Linked DNA regions of Zea mays: all the other regions are linked to region 4. The links are chromatin contacts, called in public Hi-C maps. All regions are on one chromosome and are shown on one strand. Each heading gives the region's core, a stretch centred on a gene start, on an enhancer-like site or on the middle of the called end of the contact. The rest is flanking DNA. Distances are from core to core; before and after follow the strand shown.

Region 1 (3,334 bases), core at 462-2,961, 130 kb after region 4:
CTTAGCTGCTAGGCTTTTGCCTTGGAAAGATATAAAATCCTCACTGATAGGGTCATTTTTCACATGATCCTCCATGATTCCCGCCATGAATACTTACATGATACTCACTACAAATGGTTTCTAGCTCTCTTTATACATGCAGGGGCTAAAGTTACAAATCAATTATGAGATATAGACTTAATCGGCTTACAATCCGAGTACTAATTATATCGTACGTACCGGTTAGAACTTCATCCTTTGCTCATAAAGAATACGTTGTCTTGTACCCTATCCTTTAGGACGTGAGCTAATGCATGGGTCAGATGCTTTGTTTTCCTACTTCCCATAGAACTTATGATACCATATTAAAGAGAACGGAACACATCCGGTGCACATGAGTATTTGGTGCACATGAACTAATAAAATTTACCAAAAAATCTGGAAAAATCATACATATTATTTTCATCCTACTCCTATTATATACAAAGTTTCAAGTTCAAAATCGTTATATTTTAGTTATAAAAAAAGATAATATTTTAGACGATTTTATAATTTAAACTTATCAGAAATTTTATCTTTTTTTATTATGGCTAAAGTATAATGAATTTTTAACTTAAAATTTTGTATATAATTGGAGTAAGATTGAAAGAATATGTATGAATTTTTTTCAGATATTTTTGTAAACTTTGTTAGTTCATGTATACCAAACACTCATGTGCACGTAGGCACGTAGTGGATATGTTCTCGGGAAGAGAAATGTATCAGCACGGCCTTTGAAATTATAATAATAATAAAAAGTTAGACGATATCAATGATCCAATGTTCAAACCGTTACGTTTGATGGTCACAACGGCCACTCTGTGAGTAGATGGACATTACACAACAGGAAAACTACTACAATATATTGTCTAGTTTCTTTATTAAATCCAAAAGGGAATTTGCGAGGTTTGAATTCAGCATATATATGAGCAGTATATGAGTCACGATCCCACAGATACCTGTGTCCCCTAGCTTGTTCTTGTTGGTTCCCAACTGCATGCATGCATGCTCTTATTACGTGACGTACGTGGTAAATTAACCGCGCCATGAATGAACCCCATGATCCCTGCACTGCATGCGCAAACGGTCGCGGCAAAAGCGCATCTGCGGATGGGGAAAGGAAGACGAGGAGCAGCGCCAGGAGCCAGGAGGCAGCGAGCGCGCGCGTGGCGCGGACGTAAACGACACAGCGGAGCTATCAGCTGACACGATCGAGCTCGACGACGACGAGCAGAGCAGCTGGCGTGTTCTTTGTGCCAAGGTCGCGTCAGCAGCCCACGGTGTATTTTCCTACCGGCGGCAACTGAAATAATGGCTCAAAAGAAACACAGGTGACAGGTAGGGGGGCGCTGGGCGTCGTCGTCATCCATCGTCTCTCCCTGCATGCTGCGCTAGCTAGCTGCTACTCGACGTCCGTCTCCGGGACTGAAACTGAGAGCCACTGTCTGTGGTCACATGTTTGTTTAAATCTAATCGTAATGAGATACTAAACTATAAACTAATATTGGCTTGTTCAAATTTACTAATATTCGAGTATAAATCATTACTATTACTATTTACGTTATATTTCGTGAACCAGACCCTGAGGTTCTCAAACTCGACGCAGCGGGTTTCTCGAGACGACTACAACTCCGGTACGGTGTACCGGTAGCTCACATGGCTGCATGACGCTGATGCCTCTGGTCCGGTCAACCCTGGGAAACCGTTGGCTCTTGGTACGGGAGTGGAAGACTGGAAGTTGCGGTTGCGGTTCGCAGCTTCGTGCGCCCCTGCCGAAACAGGAACCTGGCTGCAGGAATGGTGGTCATGCCGCGCGCCGTACGACTAGGGAATTAGCTAGGGGCATGTTTCCATCGATCACTGTGTTGTAGTACGCCGAGCGTCTTCGCCTTTGACACCAGACACGGAGGTACTGAGGTAGTACGCTCCTCGCTGCTCCAGAGCTCGCGTCTGTACGTGAAATGCTCGCGGCCGCAGGTTTGATTGCTCTTGCCGGTCGCGGACGGCGCCACGGTTTTCTGGCCCGTTTGATTGCTCTTGGCTCTTGCTCTGCTCCGCTGCGCTCATCTGAGAGCGTTGCTCCTTCCACTTCCACTGTCTGTAGTAATTGTGAGTTGCAGTCTCTAGTGTGTGTGTGACCTGCTGAACCTGCGGCAAATTTAAATTGCCCTAATTACCTGGCTAGCTAGATCGTGCAGGTGAGTGTTGTGTTCGACCGATTTGAGCGTTAGGTTCATTCAACAAGTAAAACAAGCCGTTTATCTCCTAAGCGCAAACTACTGTCACAGGCCTCGCGAGCACACCTCACGTCGTTAGAGTTATAGGGCTTGTTTGGTGGGCTGGCTCGAGCGCCACACCACGCCACACTCCGGCTGCCGCGGGTGTGGCGCCCAAATCGGCCGGCGCCGCAGGTGTGGCGGGCTGCGGCGCCGTAGGCTCCTCTCTAAACAGGCCTATAGTCTTATAGAGTTTAAAAGTTAGCTAAAGCAACTCCAAGAGTCTAACTAAATGAACTATTCTCGACAAATAATAGAAAAACTGCGGTTAAAACTCCATCCAATTGCCATCCCGTTGAGACCGCTAGGCATTTTTGTCGAGCTCGCCATCTCATTCCTGTGCTGCTCTCACGCCCTGTCGTCGTCCAGTGGCAGAGCCAGGCCAAAACGTGAAAACGAGAGCTTGGGCACCGTCGCGTCGACGAGCCTCACTCAACCACGGATACTCCCTCCCTCCTCGTTCTCATAGCCGTCTGTCTGCGCGGATACCACTGATCGGTAACACCTAAAACCTAGTTTTTCTTGTTCTAGTTTCAAGAATCTAGCGAGCTAGCTAAACGGACGGTTACTTTAGATGATTCGATTTAGATCTAGGAATCTAAAACCATGGCAAAGGAGCCCAATGTCTTGTACTTTGAAGTGGCCCATCTTCACTTTTAATTGTTTATTAATTAGGCCCATAAACGAGAAACGAAGCAGCCGAAGACTTTGGTAGCACCGGGTTGGGCTGACAATTTATATTTGATTATTCTTTAACAATGGGCTGGCTTCTCAGTTTAAAAAAACAATGGGAGGTTAACATATAAGTAATCTATCATAGACCGTATCAATTTAATCGGACCAAGACACGACACAGATAAATAGTGGATTGTGTCGTTCTGGTAGGCCGAAAGTCTGAACACAAGCATGATCCGACTAATTTTAAACGGGTCGTGTCGTGCTAGGCGGCCCAGGGCCTATCTTGTAACCTAGCTCAAAAGTAATTTAATTTTCCCTAATTTTTATTGTTGTTTTTTATGTCTTTTTAACAGAGCTCGAAA
Region 2 (3,068 bases), core at 467-2,966, 220 kb after region 4:
CCTAACTACTAGTAATGTTCCATGTTACATTATTGACTATCAGTACAATCCTTCGAATGGTTCGATGGCATCATTGAACATGCTTTACGTTGATAGTTTGTCATCATCGACCATCTAGGCTATAAGCATATCTTGTACATTGATGAGGAACAGTAGGTGAGTTAGAATCAAATTAGACTATAATTAGTTACTTATATAAAGTGATAAACTATTATAACTTAATATTAATAAGTGACATGGATAGCTAAATATATATTTGTGGATGACATGTATTGATACATGGAAATCGTAATTGCATCTGCTAACAGGTTGTGACTGATATAGATAGAAAATACAGTTAGGCCCGTTTGGATTCTTGGCATTGAATCCCATTTTATAACAGTAATTTAGGCATAAATCAATTAAGTTAACATGGTTCAACGCATAACATATTTGTATACCACTGTTAGTTATATGAGGAAGATATTTATGTGCAATATTTTCGGTACAGATGAGCGAACTGAAGAGCGTGTTATAAATTGCAGAGCAGAGTCATAGCTTAAAGATATATAAAATCAATTTCAATCCCTCAACTCTATGAATTTGAGACATGTTTATATTTGAACTTTAAAAAGTGGTTGAATACCAAATCTCAAACTAAGTAGGCTACTATATTAAGTAAATTTCAATTCCTTTAAAATAAAGAGATCCAACTGTCCCTTAATGTTCAGTTATGCTATAAGACACAAGCTACGAGTGTGGTTGTACTAATCTCCCAGTCTCAACGTCTGTGCAACATCATAGTGTGTAAGTTTGAAAAAAATGCGAGAGTCAAAGCTAAAGACCTAAAAAACATATAAATCTCTCTCTATCTAATACTAGAGTGTGATTTTTTTTTCTTCAAAATCACTACATCACACTCTTTCGTCACTCGACCCACTTTGTGAGCGCGAGTAACTAATTTTATTTAGTATATGATAAATTCAATATCTTAACATAGATATACATGTAATTTGGTGCTAATATTTAATTATGTTGTTAAGAATATTATGAAAAACAAGAATAATTTTTTGTATATTTGTTCGTGCATTGTTTTCTTCATACATGGAAAAAGTAAAAAACACCCAAATTTGAATCTGTATGCGTATCTGGATTTTATACCAATCATTTAAAAAGGGTTAGAACAAATTTAATGTTTGTTTTTTATGAATCTTAATAAGCTCAATGCTACACACAAGAATATAAATTATATATCCTACTTGTCACAATTGAAGAAAGTAGCCAAAAAATTTAACATCACATTCCAACGCACATGGACTGGATGAGAATATGAGATACACGAGCATCCAAATAAAGCTATAATTGATTTACCATCTATCCACAATTTAAACTCATCTATCGTATGAATACAAGGGATCTAAATTATTATTCGGCTTAACTCTTATTTTTTGTTACTATATTTAAATGGATGATGGTAAATATTTATATATAAAAAACATACATCAACATTGTATAGATTCATTAAAATTCTTAAACGAATTTTAGTTTGGGATAGAGGGAGTATATAACTACGATATATAATCTGATTCTAAAATGCACAAACGAGAACAAATGATCCAATATATAAACTCTGTTGAAATGTACATATTCGTTTACTTTGGTAGCTATTATGAACGCTGGATCTGGACCGTTGACAGCTTAGATCGCACTAGGCAAGCCTCTGTTTTCACTGGTGTAAAACAAAAAACGGAAGCCACGCATCCCGTTCTTGCTTGCACACACCGCGCTTCTGCCGTCCTTGTCTTCCTCGCCTTCTCCATCGGTACCACCCCGGTCCTGCTCCTCTTTCTCTGGCCTTTGGCAGCTCCCATGAAACCCTAATCCCCAAAACCCTCACCCGAACCAACACTGCCGCCACCGCCATGTCGCCCCCTCTGCAGGCGCCCGACTACAAGCACATCACGGATGAGTCCCTTCGCGAATGGAAGGGCCAGTCCGCCGGCGCCTTCCGCATCCCTGATCCGGTCCCCATGGCGCGCTTCCTCTACGAGCTCTGCTGGGCGATTGTAAGCTTTCGACAGTTCGGGTTGCTCCGTGATTTGGTTTTCCTCCACCCGTTGGTCCTTCTGTGCTGACTGGGTGGGCTGGGATGCGCAGGTGCTGGGCGACTTGCCGCCCCAGAAGAGCCGAGTGGCACTGGAGTCGGTGGTGTTCGTGGAGGAGGCACGGCGGGAGGAGGAGCTCGGCTCCGTGCTCGTTGATATCATTGCCCACCTAGGACAGGACGTGAGTATATGCAATTTATTCTGATGCCATCGTTGTGGGTAGTAAGTTTGTTTCGTGGTGTCTGGTGTGTATTTGATTAGTTAACTTTCTCAGACTAGGATTGTATGATTGTATCCTGTCATGTGTTTTGGTGGCACTAGCTATGTGTATATGGACTGAATTGGCCACTTTGTAGCGTTTATGAGGTGTCTGTGTCTCTAAGAAGTTCTGTTTCGATGCATTTCTTTGAACTAAAAGGTGGACAATAGAGACGACACTGTATAAATGCAAATAATACTATTCACTGTGCCATTACCATTTCCCATCATATAATTTTAAATGTTTTCCTGCCTCTGTTGCTTTTTTATTTATCTGCTGCAATTAGGTTATTAGACTTTGACCCATGATTCACTGCTTTTACGTTTTACCTGACATGAGCTTTGGCACCTGTGTTTTTTTGGATGAGTTTTTCTCCTCGTGTTTTGGTTTAGTGACATTCCTCTAATAGTGTTTAGTCATTCTAACTTACTTCAAAATGCAGATTACAATATCTGGTGAATATCGCAGCCGTCTTGTTAAAATGGTAATAAGTTAGGCATGACTTCTAAAGCAAATGAAACAATTCGTACTCCTCGATGTCTACTTTCTTGTTGGTTTAAAAATGGGACTGCTTAAGTGCTCATTGAGTTCTATATGGATACTCATCTTGCAGACTAAGTCATTTGTGGAGTCGTTGATTACTGTGCCTAAGCTTCTGCAAGAGCGATGTGAAGTGAGTTTTTTTATTCCTTTTGGCATCAGTTTAAGATAAAGCTGATACATTA
Region 3 (3,313 bases), core at 663-3,162, 250 kb after region 4:
TAATGTAAAATAAAATGAGGGCAAGACAGAACAACAGTTATCCAGTGAACAGTACCTTTGATGCATTCCCTACGAGTTCGCTTTGGAGTGTCACTGTTTTCTTTTCAGCATCAAATGAACCCTTCTGCAATTCCATAGAAGCGAAAAAGTGGCTCCATAAACCAAACACACGTTACTTAAGCTATGAATAGCATACAAGTTTCCAGAAAAGTGACATAATTTTCAGCTAGCAAGTGCCTTTTAGTCCAAGGCGCAACATATTTAAATCTAAATGAGAACTACTATAGCAACATATTTAAATTTAAATGAAAACTACTATGAGGTGAACTTAGGCTATGGCCAGCAGACCGTGCATATGATCCCACAAAACACTGTTTTACAATGCAGTCTGTACTTTTTACAAAGTGGAGTTTGAAATATGAGATGATATGAGTAAGGCTGCTAGAAATAGCCTTATACTTTCCATTTAGCAACAATTTGAAGAGGCACAAGGATGACTATTAGCTGTAACTAGTAACTATTTTGCACTCATGTATCAATTATCATTTGCAACTAGACTGTCTGAAAATGTACTGCTCCATAGTTCCATTCCATCAAGAAAAGTAAAAACATCAAGAGGTGGTAGACCCAGAAACTTTTACAAGCCTGGATGATTCTCATTGTATAAAATCTAAAAAGATACGGTGTTTTCTATAATACAAATATTTTTTTGCACTTTGCCGACAAGCCCGGGCGGCCATTCCGCTGGTCACTAATTTTCTACAATTATATTCATTTCCTATCGATCATCGATAATGCAAATCTCCTAATACATAAACATAATACAACTTCTCCAATGGAATGCTGGTCTGATAATAGTTTCAGTGCCACAATTAGAGATACTCATGTCCTTCATCTCTAGCCACAACAGCATAAATCATTCTTCAGATGCCGGTACAAGCAACAGATGTGTAGTAAGTATAAGTAGTTCACCAGGGTCTAGCTATGCAACATATGCGATGGCACATGCACAGGTAGCAATGTGCATCTGTCCCCAAAAATGCACACCCCACCGGCCCACCCCATTATGCTTGAAAGATGGTGAAGATGTTGGATCCTTGGAGAAAGAAGTTTTTAACTTCTAGAGGCAGACAGATCCTAACAGATTCTTGTTTAAGCAGTATCCTACTTTACCGTATGAGCTTTTATAAGCCGCAGGAAAGAATTCATGAGCACTGGATAGCATTAAGGCTAAGTTTCTCTGGCAAGGGGCTGATGATAAATTTTCAGATATCATATGGCAAAATGGAAGATGGTCAGTAGGCCTAAGGACCAAGGGGGTCTGTTTTTTTTTCTTTCTGAAAAGCAGAGGTAAAACTCGTTTTTTAGAAAAAAAAAGAGAGAGAGAGAAGAAGCCTACTGGCCTGAGGAGTGAGGAGCTCACCTGGACCTCGGCGAGGCCAGTGCTCTGAGCGATGACCACGTCGACGGAGCCGTCAGGGCGGGGCCGCCAGTACCCGCTCTCGGCGTGCATCGGCTCGCCAGACGCCGTCTTCCACGTCTTCTGCGTGTACGAGATCACTGGCTGCAGCCACCCACCACCGCCGATCCGTAAGCCAAAGAAAAAGCTCTAAGAATTTGGCAGCCGAAGGGAAGATTTTCTCGCGAGAGAAACATCGCAGGTAGAGAGGGCCACACGCCTTGGAGGGATGATGCGAGAAGAGGAGCTCCTCGCCGTACCGGAAGGAGGATATGGTGGGGAAGCTGCCCTCGCCTTCCCCGCGCCACTTCCCCAGTAGGAAGGCCAGCGGCGCCACCGCCGGGTGAGTTGTCTGCGGCGCCGAGGGCTGCGAGGCTGCGCCGGTGGCTTCCATTCCTCCTTTCCTTGGTGGCTCCGCTTGGGTACTGGACTTCCCGTTGGTCAACAACTCAGCACTCAGCACCGAACCGGCCGCCTCCTCGCTTTCCTCGCGGAGCACAACGGAAGGCTTAAGGCCTTGTGTTTTTTGACCCATTCATTCGGCTTTGGGTGCTACCAATTTGTTGTAGTGTTTCATTTTCACATTTAAAAATATTCAAAATTTTAAAACTATATTCTAAAACTGAAAATTGAGAAAATGGTGTCGGGCACTTTAACGGCAGGGATCTAATTGTGATAGAAATTGGGATTTCTGTGGGACCTGCCGCCTATGGGTGTGTGAATGAGGGGAGTCCATCCATATTGACACCTAGCATGTCACACTTGCACTCACTCTGTGTTGACACCCATTAGGTAATCGACAATTAAAAATAATTAAATAAAAGCATCACAAAAATAATGAAAACACATATAAATATTTAGAAGCACACTACATATAATTATTTAGAAGCACACAATGGATATTTCAATATCAATCTCTACTATATAAAGCACCAGTTTCAACGGTCGTTCCGTGTCATCTTTCCCGTTTAATACAAAAATAATGTAAAATTATGCATAAGCAAGGGTTTGGACCTTAGTTATTGGCTCCACAATCACACCAGCTAACATATAGAACACACATTTTTGTGTCTTATTGAAACAAAGTCTACTCATATGATATATAGAAATCGTGGCAATGCATGGGCACCTGACTAGTTCACATTTGAAAAAAGTGAAGATGAGTAGACAACCTAAGGTTTCATTGGGTTGGACCAAAATTACATGTGAACAATTACTCAAAATTAATATTTTGGTGCCCATTAGGCACCCATGGATGAAAAGTCACATCTAGGCCATCCCATCATTTTGCGGGTCAGGACAAGTGTAAACACATGGGTGGAATTTAACACCCAAACCTACACGAATGGGTGTGAAACACGTGGACACCCGCACCCACGGGTGTGACTGCCATCCCAAGAGGCAGCAAGCCCCCTCCCTTCTATACAAGCCAATTTTGCCCTCTTAGGGTCATCCTTTTCTCCCATCACCTGCAACGGATGCATTCATGATTGTACCAACTGAAAGGGAATTAAGCTTACACCTAGTTCCTAAATAATTTTGGTGGTTGAATTGCCCAACACAAATATTGGACTGACTAGTTTGCTCTAGTGTATAAGTTATACAGGTGCAAAAGGTTCACATCTAGCCAATAAAAAGACCAAGTGTTGGATTCAACAAAGGAGCAATAAGGCAACCGAGGGCACCTCTGGCTGGAGGCACCGGACTGTCCGGTGTGCACCGGACAGTGTCCGGTGCGCCCGTAGACTTCGTTTTCTACCCTTCGCCAGAGGACTTCGACTTCAACCCTTCGCCCTCGGGAATTCGCGGAGGCCGGCGCGCTATAATTCACCGGACTGTCCGGTGTGCACCGGA
Region 4 (3,179 bases), core at 606-3,105:
TCCTATGAAAAGCTTCTCATTGTTGGGTACTGCTCTAACCAAGCCATCAAAGTCTTCCCAGAACTTCCTCTTCTCGCTCTCACTGAGACCAACCTGAGAGGCATATGCACTTATAATGTTCAAGATTACATCCACAAAATTAGTTTAACTAGGATAATCCTATCTCCCTACCTTTTGACATCCACCACTCCATCCTTGAGGCCCTTATCAATCAGGATACCTACTCCATTTTTGTTTGCCATTGTTCCTGAGTACCAAAGCTTGAAACCAGTGTTCTCCACCTCCTTCGCTGTTTGCCCCTTCCATTTTGTCTCCTGGACACATAGGATATTAACACGCCTCCTGCTCGCTGCATCGATTAACTCTCTTAGCTTACCTACAAGGGAACCTACGTTCCAACTACCTACACGGATCGTAGTCAGCTCAACTAGCTTACTTACCCCTCACACCCATTGAGACAGATGCGAAGACCCTTGCACATTTGTCACTACATCCGGGCGCCGATGTAGCGCGCCACTAAGGAAGCGACGACACGATCCTTGCTCACTTGACAACGCATCCAAATCACGACACGGTGCGCCACCAAGAGGGTGGCGGCCCGGCCCTTGCCCATTTAACACAATACTCCGATATGATGCGTCGCTAAGAGGGTTACGCACCAATGGTTTTCTATTGGGTTTCATCTCCATATGAGTGGTTAATTTTTTTTATAGCTAGCTCGCCACGCCTAACGCAACCATGGTTTTTAAAGCGGTAAGGCGGTCCAAGGCGTTGGAGCACCGCCTGGACGCCTAGGCGACGCCTAGGCGAGGTAGGCGGGCAAGGCGCCTAGGCGTTAGACCACCGCCCGGACGCCTAGGCGACGCCTTAAGAACAGAGAACGCAACCCTCCTCCTTCTACCTGGAGTTGGGAACAGGCTATGCTGGCACCAACATATGCTGAGACAAATAACTTTCTAAATACAAAGGATCATGGAAACAAGCCTACTATCAAACACCCATACAAAAGATAAGGGCAAACAATGCTAACACTAATATTGATGTGGTAGCATGATTCAACTGAGAGTGAGAGCTGCTAGTTTTGTTATATGTAATTGGTTTCTGTGTGTTCAACAAAAGCAAGAGTAAGGGTTCACCAACTTGCTGATCTAGTGATCAGCAACCACACCTACATGTTTATGACTTTATGTTTATGTAAGAAAGCACAGCTAGGCCTGTGAAAAATCAACGAAAAACTACCAGCAATAAGGCATGGAATGGCCACCCATTTGCTTTGCATCGTTAATGATCTATGTGGTTAACATAGGCAGAATTAAGGTTCGCAGTCCCCCAAACGCATATCTACTCCTCAGAGAATCATTCCAATTACGAGTAACCAGCGAATTTGTACAGATAACAATGCAGTGCCATTTGCTAGATTAAAAAAAAAAGTGAACAGTTTAGGCACGAACTTCATCTTGGCGAGCTTGTCAGGGTCGCCAGTGCTGCTGGGAAGCTTGTCGAGGTCAACCTCCATCTGGTCCTCGTCGTCGTCGTCATCCTCCTGCTGCTCCCTCTGGACCCGGCCCTTGGCCTTGGCCGCGGCCGATGCTGCGTGCGACGCCGGCGCCGACGGCTGGCGCGGGGGCGGGCCGCCGTCGTAGTCCTCGGCGTCGTCCGCGAGGCCCGCGGCGCCGGGTTCCTCCTCGGGCGGCGCCGGCGAGTCCGGCGGCGAGTCCTGCTCCTCGACGGCCGCCTCGAACGGGTCCTTCATGGAGCGGCGCGGTGGCGGTGGATGCGCGAGAGGGCGGGGAACGGATGCAGAGAAGGGAGAGGAGTCTTCTGTATCCGACGAGCTGGCTGGGCGGCTGGGCCTAGGCGGGCGCGTGCGTCGGGGGCTTCCGTTCGCTTTGCCCGTAGGCCGTAGCTTTGATCTAGGCCAGCGTCTGGCACGGCGTGGTTGGTGTTGGGCCTATTGCGCGTTTGGATGGGTTAGGCCCACAGGGCTCGGGAACGGTGCGCAGTGGGCTGATTACGTGCAGGTAAATTAACTATGGGCTGGATCGGATCGAGCATGCTATGGAATGTGGATATAAGAGGGTTAGCCCACCAGGATGCTTTATGTCAACAACGAGTCGACGACAGCGCATACACACAGATGATGGAACATTCTAACTGCTAGCGCCTACATATGTGATGATGTTTTCTTTTATTATTATTAGTTAGTGTACGGCAAAGGTAGCCAAGAACCACATCCAGATGCTATGAAGATCTCTCCTCACTCTATAGTCCAACTGCGACCCACCAGGGTGCTATCATCCTCCGTGTTGGCCACTTGGCACGCTTCAGAGTTCAGACCAAGACCTGACGCTGTCGCGATCGTGATACTCTGCACTCTACGTCTCGCTGGCTAAGCTAAGCTTGTTGTTCGACAATATGATTAGCTTTTAAATTTCTTCCCATCCATTATCGCTCGCAAGTGCAAATGCATCTATCGTCTATCTATCTAGGAGTACATCTCAAAGCTATTCTAGCTAACGCGTGCAGGCTAGCCCTATCCGGCCGGGAAGGAATTTAGGATAGGATTTGCCCCAGCTTTTCCTACAATTCGTATCGCACGCATGTAGTGGCGGCTCATTTGCTAGCTTGTTTAACCTAAACCACCCCAGCGCATAGGATTCTCGATCGCACAAGCTAATCGATGACGATCCACATTAATTGTTTACTTCCTTCAGATGCAACAGCAGATCACACACACTACGCACGGAGTAGTATATTTTATCAGGGCCCTTCCCCCCAGCACAATGCAGATTAGGTGCGTGGCGGTGGTGCCATGCATCTGCAGACGACAGAAGAGTCCTTTTCGGCGCCGATTACTCTAGCTATACCGTCTCGTCGTCCTCGTGTTGGCCTATCTCTCTCTCTCTCTCTTCCTGTCCAGGAGCTGGTGTGGGTGAATATTCGGCGCTGTTTCCAACGTAACTCTGACCGACGACTCCCGGCGCCATGGCTAGCTGCGCGCGGCTCTTCTTCCAATCGGTTGCGCTCACCTCGCTTTCGCGGAAAAGAGATGCCCGCGCTCTCTTGCATTGTATTATACACAATTGATACTTGTACTGGACAGGACGACGGGCTGGTTTTTGGCTTCATCTGCCCTGTCCGGCCGGTGGTGTGTATCTGATGTGTCGAGCTCTCAGCTC

Evidence for each region. Hi-C and Micro-C count contacts between places; a contact is called where the count stands out from the background.
Region 1: a contact with region 4 is called in a Hi-C map of tassel, with 4 times the contacts expected there. The contact joins the enhancer-like site here to the promoter of LOC100286233 in region 4. A contact is called at or near these places in 8 of 25 Hi-C or Micro-C datasets (ear, endosperm, leaf and 2 more).
Region 2: a Hi-C map of leaf shows a contact between it and region 4, with 4 times the contacts expected there. The contact joins the promoter of LOC103652539 here to the promoter of LOC100286233 in region 4. A contact is called at or near these places in 7 of 25 Hi-C or Micro-C datasets (bundle sheath, ear, leaf and 1 more).
Region 3: a contact with region 4 is called in a Hi-C map of endosperm, with 2.2 times the contacts expected there. The contact joins the promoter of LOC100282456 here to the promoter of LOC100286233 in region 4. A contact is called at or near these places in 7 of 25 Hi-C or Micro-C datasets (bundle sheath, ear, endosperm and 3 more).

The regions. Positions count from the first base shown.
Region 1 is chr3:214,338,675-214,342,008 of Zm-B73-REFERENCE-NAM-5.0, forward strand. No RefSeq gene overlaps it. Among protein-coding and RNA genes, the nearest start is that of LOC103651353, 20 kb to the right of the region's middle. Within about 2 kb of position 1,712, at least 13 of the 20 cell types and tissues checked have an H3K27ac peak or open chromatin away from gene starts, as enhancers often do. A contact at or near this core is called in ear, endosperm, leaf and 2 more, where this site is marked.
Region 2 is chr3:214,424,610-214,427,677 of Zm-B73-REFERENCE-NAM-5.0, forward strand. LOC103652539 (THO complex subunit 2) reads left to right here and starts at 1,717. Exons shown (of 33, transcript XM_020550513.3): 1 at 1,717-2,045; 2 at 2,137-2,265; 3 at 2,786-2,827; 4 at 2,957-3,016. The coding sequence starts at 1,902.
Region 3 is chr3:214,457,844-214,461,156 of Zm-B73-REFERENCE-NAM-5.0, forward strand. It overlaps LOC100282456, which reads right to left and starts at 1,913. Exons shown (of 4, transcript NM_001155366.1): 1 at 1,680-1,913; 2 at 1,424-1,564; 3 at 56-124. The coding sequence starts at 1,853.
Region 4 is chr3:214,204,592-214,207,770 of Zm-B73-REFERENCE-NAM-5.0, forward strand. It overlaps LOC100286233 (transcription initiation factor TFIID subunit 11), which reads right to left and starts at 1,856. Exons shown (of 4, transcript NM_001159121.1): 1 at 1,452-1,856. The coding sequence starts at 1,753.